3 separate regions of the Mus musculus genome follow, and regions 1 and 3 are each linked to region 2. A link is a contact called in public Hi-C and HiChIP or PLAC-seq data. All regions are on one chromosome and are shown on one strand. Each heading gives the region's core, a stretch centred on a gene start, on an enhancer-like site or on the middle of the called end of the contact. The rest is flanking DNA. Distances are from core to core; before and after follow the strand shown. Region 1 has its middle 160 kb from the start of Gm40340. Region 2 has its middle 140 kb from the start of Gm36528. Region 3 has its middle 220 kb from the start of Gm36667.

Region 1 (2,700 bases), core at 168-2,667, 1.0 Mb before region 2:
GAGGTACTAGGAGCAAGGGTGCACTAACAAAGGGTTTTGTGCCTCTCCCATTGGCTATTAGACTATTGACATCACCATAGTAACTGAAGAGTTGAAATCGCTTTCCAAGTGTTTTGTGTGTGTGCGTGTGCATGTAGACCAGAGGCTGACACTGAGTGTCTTTCTTGATTATTCTCCTCTTTACTCATTGAGCCAGCGTACCCTGGGGAGTCAGTCACCTGTCTCTACTGCCTGAGTTCTGGATTATAGGTGGGCTACCATATCTGCCTGATGTTGTATATATGGGGTTGAGAGATTTGAACTCTGGCTATTACACTTGTCTGCACCTCATTCACTGTGGCATTTCCTTAGCCCTTGGCTCGGTTTCTTTCTGCTTTCTTTTCCTCCACCAAGGATGGCAGATCCTCAAAGAAGAGTTATTAGTGAATTTGAGGGGGGGAAAGACCCATGGCAACCTCTAGGCTTCCTCAGACAGGTGCAGTCTAGCCTGTGGGGTGTCAGCAGAGCAGCAGATGCCAGACATTGGCCCTGTCTCTGGAGATGAGCCTGACTCCCCTGAGCGCCGTCAGTCAGCATAACACTTGGTGCTGCCATTGATTTTTATGTCTTTCTACACTAATTAGATATGTTATTACTAATCTTTGGTAATCACCACAAGGGGCTGGCAGAAAGTCTCTGAGATTTCAATTTAGATTAAAAAAAAATAAGCAATGCTATCCCCTCTGGGAAAATGCAAAGAAAGCTCGTGTTATTTTAATGTTTAAATCAATAAAGCTGTCCTTCCGTTCTGTGCTGGTATTGATGAAATTTATAAAAATCCCTTTTAAACTTCTTTCTGTCCATCTCGTCCCTTCGGGGGTTTGGATTGATTTCTTGATGTCATCTGACAGCATCTATGTGGAAAGTCTGTGAAAGACTTGGGACTTCAGTAGTGACATGAGGGTGGGGATACAGGATTCCATTCCAGAGAGAGAGAGAGAGAGAGAGAGAGAGAGAGAGAATCCTTTTTTCTTAATTCATTTCTTTCAATGATAAGATCATAAACAACCTCTGTTTAGCCCAGGAAGAGTCAGTCATTTGAGGCAGGCAGGAAGGGAATGGGGGAACATCTTAAACAGGAATCTAGTCTTCAGAAAGCCAAGAAATTATCTTCGGATTTGAAGAACACAATCTAGTACACCCTCCCCGATAACAGGAGCTGATGTGTTGATATAGAAGGAGAAATAAGCTTATTTTTGTGTTCTAGAGAGACAGGCTGTAATTTGCGACATCGCGACATCGCTGCTCGGAAATGGTGGAGGCATACGGACTTCCAGTGAAATAAGGCTGTTAACTCTTTGCCAGGCAGAGTGAGGAGAGGAGGGAGGGGGAGAGGAGCCAAACACATTTGCAATGCTGCAGCAAACTTGGCACTAGCGATGGGGACAGCTTGTGCACTCAGAAGGGTGCCACAGAGTGTATCACAGCTTAGGAGGCAGCCTGTATGTGTGTGTCTCTCTGTGTGTGCATGTGCGTGTGCATGAGCTTTTGTGTGTGTGTGTGTGTGTGTGTGTGTGTGTGTGTGTGTGTGTGTGTGTGTAGAGTCTACCTAGTTACTGAGGCCAGAGGAATAGAATACACTGTGCAGCTCCAACCACCTGCCTGGGAGCTCTTGGCTCCAGGTTTGGTGACATCTTAGCTTCAGACACAGCAGAAGGCTGTAACCAACTTTTTGTGTGAGCTTGATATCACACTAGGCTCCTGATACCAAAGTCCCTGATGTCCCTCCAAAGCTGTGTCCACATGTATTATATGCCTAATTTTCCCTACCATACTATTAATTCATTTCTATGCTCCAAAAATCAACCTAGCTCAGGCGTTTTGTTACAGCAACAGAAAGCAGACCACAATGTGATCAAAAAAACTTGATGAAAATGGCTAAGTCTGGTGGTCTATGTTTGAGAACTCAAGCACTTGGGAAGCTGCAGCAGGAAGACTGCAAGTTCAAGGCCAGGATGGGCTATAGAGTACATGCTGGTTTAGGCAGCTTCGTGAAATCCTGTCTTTAAACTAAATATATGCACACACATATATGTGCATATTTATGTCTATGTAAATATATATTTATGTAAATATGTATATATATTGAATTAAAAGACATTTATTTTTAATGTGTGTTTGTGTATGTGGTTGAGAATGTAGATCAGCTATAGAGCTCTAGCCTAGAATTCTGCAATGAGGATTGGAAGAGTGACACAGAGGCAGTGATTTTGCCTAGAATCCCCCAGTGAGGGGCTGGGGGTGTGGCTCAGTGGTAGAGCATTGACCTGGGTTCCATTCCCAGCACTGAATGAAAATATTTTTAAAAAGGGAAAGGAAGAAAATAGGTGAGGCCCTTTCATCTATTAAGAAGAGACCAACGTCACTGTGTAGAATCTTGTGGGAAGTGGTTTCTTATGGTCAGCACACAGAAGCTGCGGTCCACAGGGTAACAAAACTGTATCTTCTGCCAGCTGATGAGCTTGATAATGTGTAGGTGTCTTCTAGGTGGTACACACCGTTTGAAGGTATGAAAAATCGCTGCAATGACATGCCAAGAATATTTAAGTGATCTATTAGTACTTCTTTTATGCCAAGCGCCATGTTCATAGTTTGCTATGGTTAACTTCAGATTATAATAGCCATTCTAGGAGAGGGTGACACATTTTGGAGCAGATAGTG
Region 2 (2,700 bases), core at 169-2,668:
TTGGGCAGCCTGGGCTACTGTGCAGAGCCTTGTCTCCAAAAGAGAAGGAGACTGGGGGGTGGGGAGAGAAGAAGAGGATAAGGGGAGGAAGGAAGGAAGGGAGGGAGGGAGGGAGGGAGGGAGGGAGGGAGGGAGGGAGGAAGAGAAAGGAAAGAAGGAAGGAAGAATGGTTTTAGTTAACTTGAATTTTGAGTTTTAGGGGTCACACAGCAGTACTGTGCACTGTCTCCCACTGGTTTTGATGTAGACGTTGCTTAGGTTCCTCTGCAGCGACCTTTAGGGCCTTAATCTTAGGTTAGAGTCTACCAAGTCTGCATCTAGACATGGGGATCATTTGAGAAATGTTTTACCCAAAACTAACAGGTAGTTAACTTGGCCTAGCTTTGCTCCAGCTCTCTTTCCCCACTCTAAGTATCAAAGGTACTGTCACAGGATTTTATTACTGTGAAGAGATACCATGACCAACGCAACCCTTAGGAAGGAAGACATTTACTTGGGGCTGGCTTACAGGTTCAGAGCTTTAGTCCATTATCATCATGGCAGGAAACATGCAGCATGCAGGGCAGCATGTTTCTAGAGACTCTGGAGCTGAGAGTTCTACAACTTCATCCATAGGAGACATCAAAGCCTGTCTACACAGCGATGGACTTCCTCCAACAAAGCCACACCTACCACCTACTCCCTATGGCTAAGCATTGAAACACCTGAATCTACAGGGGCCAAACCTATTTAAACCACCACAGGTACCTACTTCTCAGGCACTGTGAACATCTATCTGTCTATGAAAGGAGGGGAGCAAGGTGGTATCCAATCCTGTGAATGATCTGTCCCTTTTCTTAGAAAAGACACAAATGGTCATCTCTTTTATTCGCCTATCTGTCTCTTACTTTCATTATTTCTCTTACTGTTTGATTTTGTTGTGTTTAATGTAACCTACTCTAACCTTGAATTCACTGTGTAGCACAGGCTGGCCTAGAACTCCTGATCATCCTACCTCAGTCTCCTGAGTGTTGAGATTTACAAGTCTACACTACCATGAAGAGATTTTTTTCCCTCATTGTTTCTGTCCTTCATTGAAAAGGAGCTGATTTTTTTACGTCAATCTTCCTCCTCCTCCTCCTCCTCTTCCTCCTCTTGAACCATCACCACCACTACCACAACCACCCCTTCTTCACCTTTATTTCTCCCCCAAATCTATGCCTCTGACATTGATTTTCCTAGGGGAAGAGCTTCCAGACCTGGGTCCAAAAATAACTTTTTGGGGGATTTCTCTTTTATATAATTTTTCTCCAAGTAGAGCATCCACATCCCTGCTCTCAGAAATTCCTTGGCAGAGGTGCTCAGAGGGAATCTGCCTTAGAAGGCAGAGCATAGAGCAAACTAGAGCTGGAGGTGGTGACACTGTGGATTATATAACCCTTCCTTCCTGCTGCTAAGAGCCCAGGCAGGAGGAACGGGGATGCCAACTTGGCAGTAACACTGTGGGCCCTGTGCCTGCTGGGGAAGGGCTCCAGAGAACCATCTGGGCAGACTCAGCAACCATGGCCTCCTACCAGAGCCTTCTCTGTTCCCAGTCACTGCTTCCCTTGCTGAAATTTCAAGGGTTTTTCAAAGCAGGGTTCCCTAGGCTTACTGCAATGGTTTGTACAAGGAGTGGGACATGGCTCAGTCAGTAAAGCTTTTGGGGCACAAGCATGAAGAACTGAGTTGGAACGCAGGACTCAAGGCAAAGAGTCGTGGTGGCATGCACTTAAAATCCCAGCACAGGGAGTCAGGAGGAATATTGACCAGCTGGAGCTCACTGGCCAGACTGCGTAGGCAGATCAGCAACTACAACTCTGAATTCCACTTATAAACACACACACACACACACACACACACACACACACACACACACACACACACATACAGAAGGGCCGGGGGTAGGGATCTTGCTGTATTTGACCTTCAGAAACAAAAAAAGTAGGGCAAGGCTTAGCCGTATGAAACTGGCAAGCTTTCCAGAAGATTCTAGAACATGTCAAAGAGTGAGAACCATTGAACAAATGGAAATCCTAGTCTAGATATCTATCCATATGCATCATTAGACTGGGTCTCATTCCATATGGAACATCTTGACTGTGCAGCTAGCCCACGTCTAAAGAGAAATTGGCCACTATCTAGAAGTGGTCAGAGGCATCTCCAGGAACAGACCAGAGAGAAAAGTGTGGATCCCTACCAGGTATACTAGGACAAGGTCTCATCCCAGCAGGAACCAGGAAAGCAGCATCTCTCAATGAGACAGAACATAGGGAAGCCAGAACCTCAGCCACTCATGTCAGTAATAACTCAGACATCATCTCCAGCTGGTTTATGTATCTTCCAATCAGGACTGTCTCAGGGGCTGGTAGTGATGCTCTCTTACTCTGATGGTTAATATTGAGCCTGAACTTGAGAAGGTCTAAAATCACCCAGGAGACAGCCCTCTGGACATGCCTGTGAGGGGCTTTGTAGAAGGAATTAACTGAGATGGGGAGTCCCACCCTGAGTGGGAGATGGATGGACTGGGTCCTAGAATAATGAAAAGGAGAGCTGAGCCCCCACATCCTCCGCTTCCTGACTGTGGATACAGCTAAAACGGCCTCCGTCTGGGGCTGCCATGCTTCCCCTACCACGAGAAAGTGTAGCCCAAGACACTCAACCCTTCCTCCCAAGTTGCTC
Region 3 (2,700 bases), core at 100-2,599, 920 kb before region 2:
TATTTCTAACCACCTCTTGCATTGGTTTCGTTCCTGTCAGTCGCTGTGATAAAACAAAAACCAAACAAACAAAAAACCAAAAACCAGAAACCAAAAAACAAAACAAAACAAAACACAAACAACAACAACAACAAAAAACCCAACCAAAAACATCCTGACAAAAACAACCGAAGTCAGGGAAGGTTTGTTTTGGCTTACGATTCCCAAGGTTTAGAGTCCAACATTGTGGGGAAGGCATGGCAGCATGCAGAGGAGGCATGACAAGCAAGATTGGGAGCCTGGCCACACACATAGCATTTGTACTCCAGAAGCAGTGACTAAACAGGAAGTAGAGCCAGGGTTTAGAGTCTCAAAACCCACCCACCAGTGACGTACTTCCTTCAGCGAGTTAACCTTCCCAAACAGCGCCACCTGCTGAGGACCAAGTGTTCAGATCTATGAGAGGTTTTCCATTTGAACCCCAGATCCTTCTAAATATCCCACAACCAAATGCCTGTAACCGATGAACTTGGGGGTAAAGTACCTAACATACGAACTTTTAGGGTAGGAAAGCAATGAGTCACTTTGCATTGCTGTGAAAATGTGTCTTACAGAGACAACTTAAGGGAGGAGTGGCTTGCTTGGGCTCATGGTTTCAAGGGATTTTGTTCCATCATAGCCGGAAGGTACAGCAGGGCAGCTCAGATCATGGTGACAGGAGCTATTCACATCATAGTGGATCTGTATGCAGTGAAAACGAGGCAGGAAACAGTGGCTGGGTTATAACCTTTAGAAGTATCTCCTTAGTGCTCTCTTTTCCCCTTCTGGGTCCCTACCTCCCAAAGACAATTCAGCTTCTTCAGATAGCATCAGGGATAGGAGTAAATACTGAAAGGATGAGCTTATGAGGGGCTATCTGATTCAAACTGTAAAAGGTACATTCAAACGACAGCAATTACTTTGCTTTGAGTATATATATATATGTGTGTGTGTGTGTGTGTGTGTGTGTGTGTGTGTGTGTGTGTGTGTGTATCAAGAAAGAGAAGAGGCACTTAGCTAACCCCATACCCCACAGACTGTAAGCCATTTCCCCCTCTTGGAATAGAGTCCTTGTAACACTGCAACAATCCTCAGAAGATGGAAGATACTTCTGGGCACTGAAACTGGCTGATAGACAGGCAGCTACTGTCCATGGGGGCTCCTGGGTCACTCAGGCTGATTGCAGTTGTCAGAAGCAGGATGAGGCAGGCTGCACAAATTGAGTGACGCCGTGTTTTTAATTTAGGAGGATTCCGAATGGAAGCATCAAGGACCCACGGAGCCAGACTGTGAAATTACTCTTGGCTTTGCAGCAGGCTCTTGATACTCCAGCATTATGGAACTTGTCAGTTCTGGGAGGCAGAGGCGGGTGGGGTGGCAGGCACGTGGGTAGCTGTCAGAACAAGAATGGATTAATTCTGGGCATTCAGTCCTGTGCCAGGGGGTCATGATGGGTGACAGCAACAAAGGGAGTCTGCCTTTGGCAAGTCTTACTAGCTTAATCATGGACTCAGGGCTCTGCCCCATGAGCTCACTAGACTCCTGCAGTGCTCCCAGCTGCTTTCCCCACCTGGATCCTTCCAGCTGTTCCTTTTCCTCTTTACATCAGCCAGTTTTCCTTTTAGCATTGCCTCTCAAAACCCTGCCCGTGTGGAGGTGCACATGTGTGTGGATGTATGTATGCAAATATATGCAATGAGTGTGTGGGCAAGTGTGTATGTATGTGTGCGTGTGTGAGTGTATGTATATATGTGCAGGGGTGAGAGTCTGTGTGGGTGTGTGCACGCAAATATGTAGAGTGAGTGTGCATGTGTGCATGCTTGTGCACATGTGTGCTTGCATGCATGTGTCTGTGTGTATGTAGATATGTTTGTGCATGGGTGGGAGTCCACATGGGTGTGCATATTTATGTGTACATGAGGAATCTACATGTATTTCTATGTGTATGGGTGATATGTATTCATGTGTATATATGTTCATGGTGAGTGTACATGTTTCTGTATGTGTACATTGTATGTGTGCACATGTATATGTTTGTGCTCATGCTGTATAAGTGCACATGTGTGTATGCATGACTATGAATTTTATAGCAATTTCCTCAGTTGCTAGTCAACACCCAGAAACTTCTAAAGGAGGCTGGTTAAGACTCAAGAAGCAAACAACTAAAAAGTCTTGGGAAGTTCCTGAAATTGACCAGATGCACAATCTCTCTCTCTCTCTCTCTCTCTCTCTCTCTCTCTCTCTCTCTCTCTCTCTCTCTCCTTCTCTCTCCTCCTCCTCCTCCTTCTTCTTCTCCCTTCCTCCTCCTCCTCCTCCTCCTCCTCCTCCTTCTTCTTCCCCACTCCCTGATTATATAGAGTAATGAACCCCACTGAGGAGAGAGATTAGCTGAGCTGCCTAGAAGACACAATGCTAAGCTACAGCTGAGGTTTCGAGCTTTTACAAGTCATAACTTATGCTGGGATGGGCTTTCAGTGACACAGCTGCCTTTGAGTTCTTCCTGTTCCTATAAGTAACTCTAACCCTGTACTTCTGTGAGTAACCTCAGTAAAACTCATTGTTTCACAAACTGCTTGGTGATTTTCTTTGATCTACCAATTCCCTATCTGAGGTGGGTTATGAGCTTTATTCATATCTCCTCAGGAACAGTGTTGCACAATAGTACCATGCTTGCACACAGGA

The links. A called contact is a pair of places that touch in the nucleus more often than the background predicts. HiChIP or PLAC-seq counts read pairs in DNA pulled down with a chosen protein or histone mark.
Region 1: a Hi-C map of cerebellum shows a contact between it and region 2, with 2.0 times the contacts expected there. The contact joins two enhancer-like sites. A contact is called at or near these places in 1 of 484 Hi-C or Micro-C datasets (cerebellum) and 2 of 115 datasets of contacts at active chromatin or transcription factors (embryonic basal ganglia and embryonic stem cells).
Region 3: an H3K27ac HiChIP or PLAC-seq map of VIP interneurons shows a contact between it and region 2, with 7 times the contacts expected there. The contact joins two enhancer-like sites. A contact is called at or near these places in 2 of 115 datasets of contacts at active chromatin or transcription factors (VIP interneurons and embryonic stem cells) and 1 of 9 other capture datasets (embryonic stem cells).

What each region holds. Positions count from the first base shown.
Region 1 is chr5:133,888,743-133,891,442 of GRCm38.p6, reverse strand. No RefSeq gene overlaps it. Among named protein-coding and RNA genes, the nearest start is that of Gm40340, 160 kb to the left of the region's middle. Within about 2 kb of position 1,417, at least 24 of the 459 cell types and tissues checked have an H3K27ac peak or open chromatin away from gene starts, as enhancers often do. A contact at or near this core is called in cerebellum, where this site is marked.
Region 2 is chr5:132,891,574-132,894,273 of GRCm38.p6, reverse strand. No RefSeq gene overlaps it. Among named protein-coding and RNA genes, the nearest start is that of Gm36528, 140 kb to the right of the region's middle. Within about 2 kb of position 1,418, at least 35 of the 459 cell types and tissues checked have an H3K27ac peak or open chromatin away from gene starts, as enhancers often do. A contact at or near this core is called in VIP interneurons and cerebellum, where this site is marked.
Region 3 is chr5:133,813,365-133,816,064 of GRCm38.p6, reverse strand. No RefSeq gene overlaps it. Among named protein-coding and RNA genes, the nearest start is that of Gm36667, 220 kb to the right of the region's middle. Within about 2 kb of position 1,349, at least 13 of the 459 cell types and tissues checked have an H3K27ac peak or open chromatin away from gene starts, as enhancers often do. A contact at or near this core is called in VIP interneurons, where this site is marked.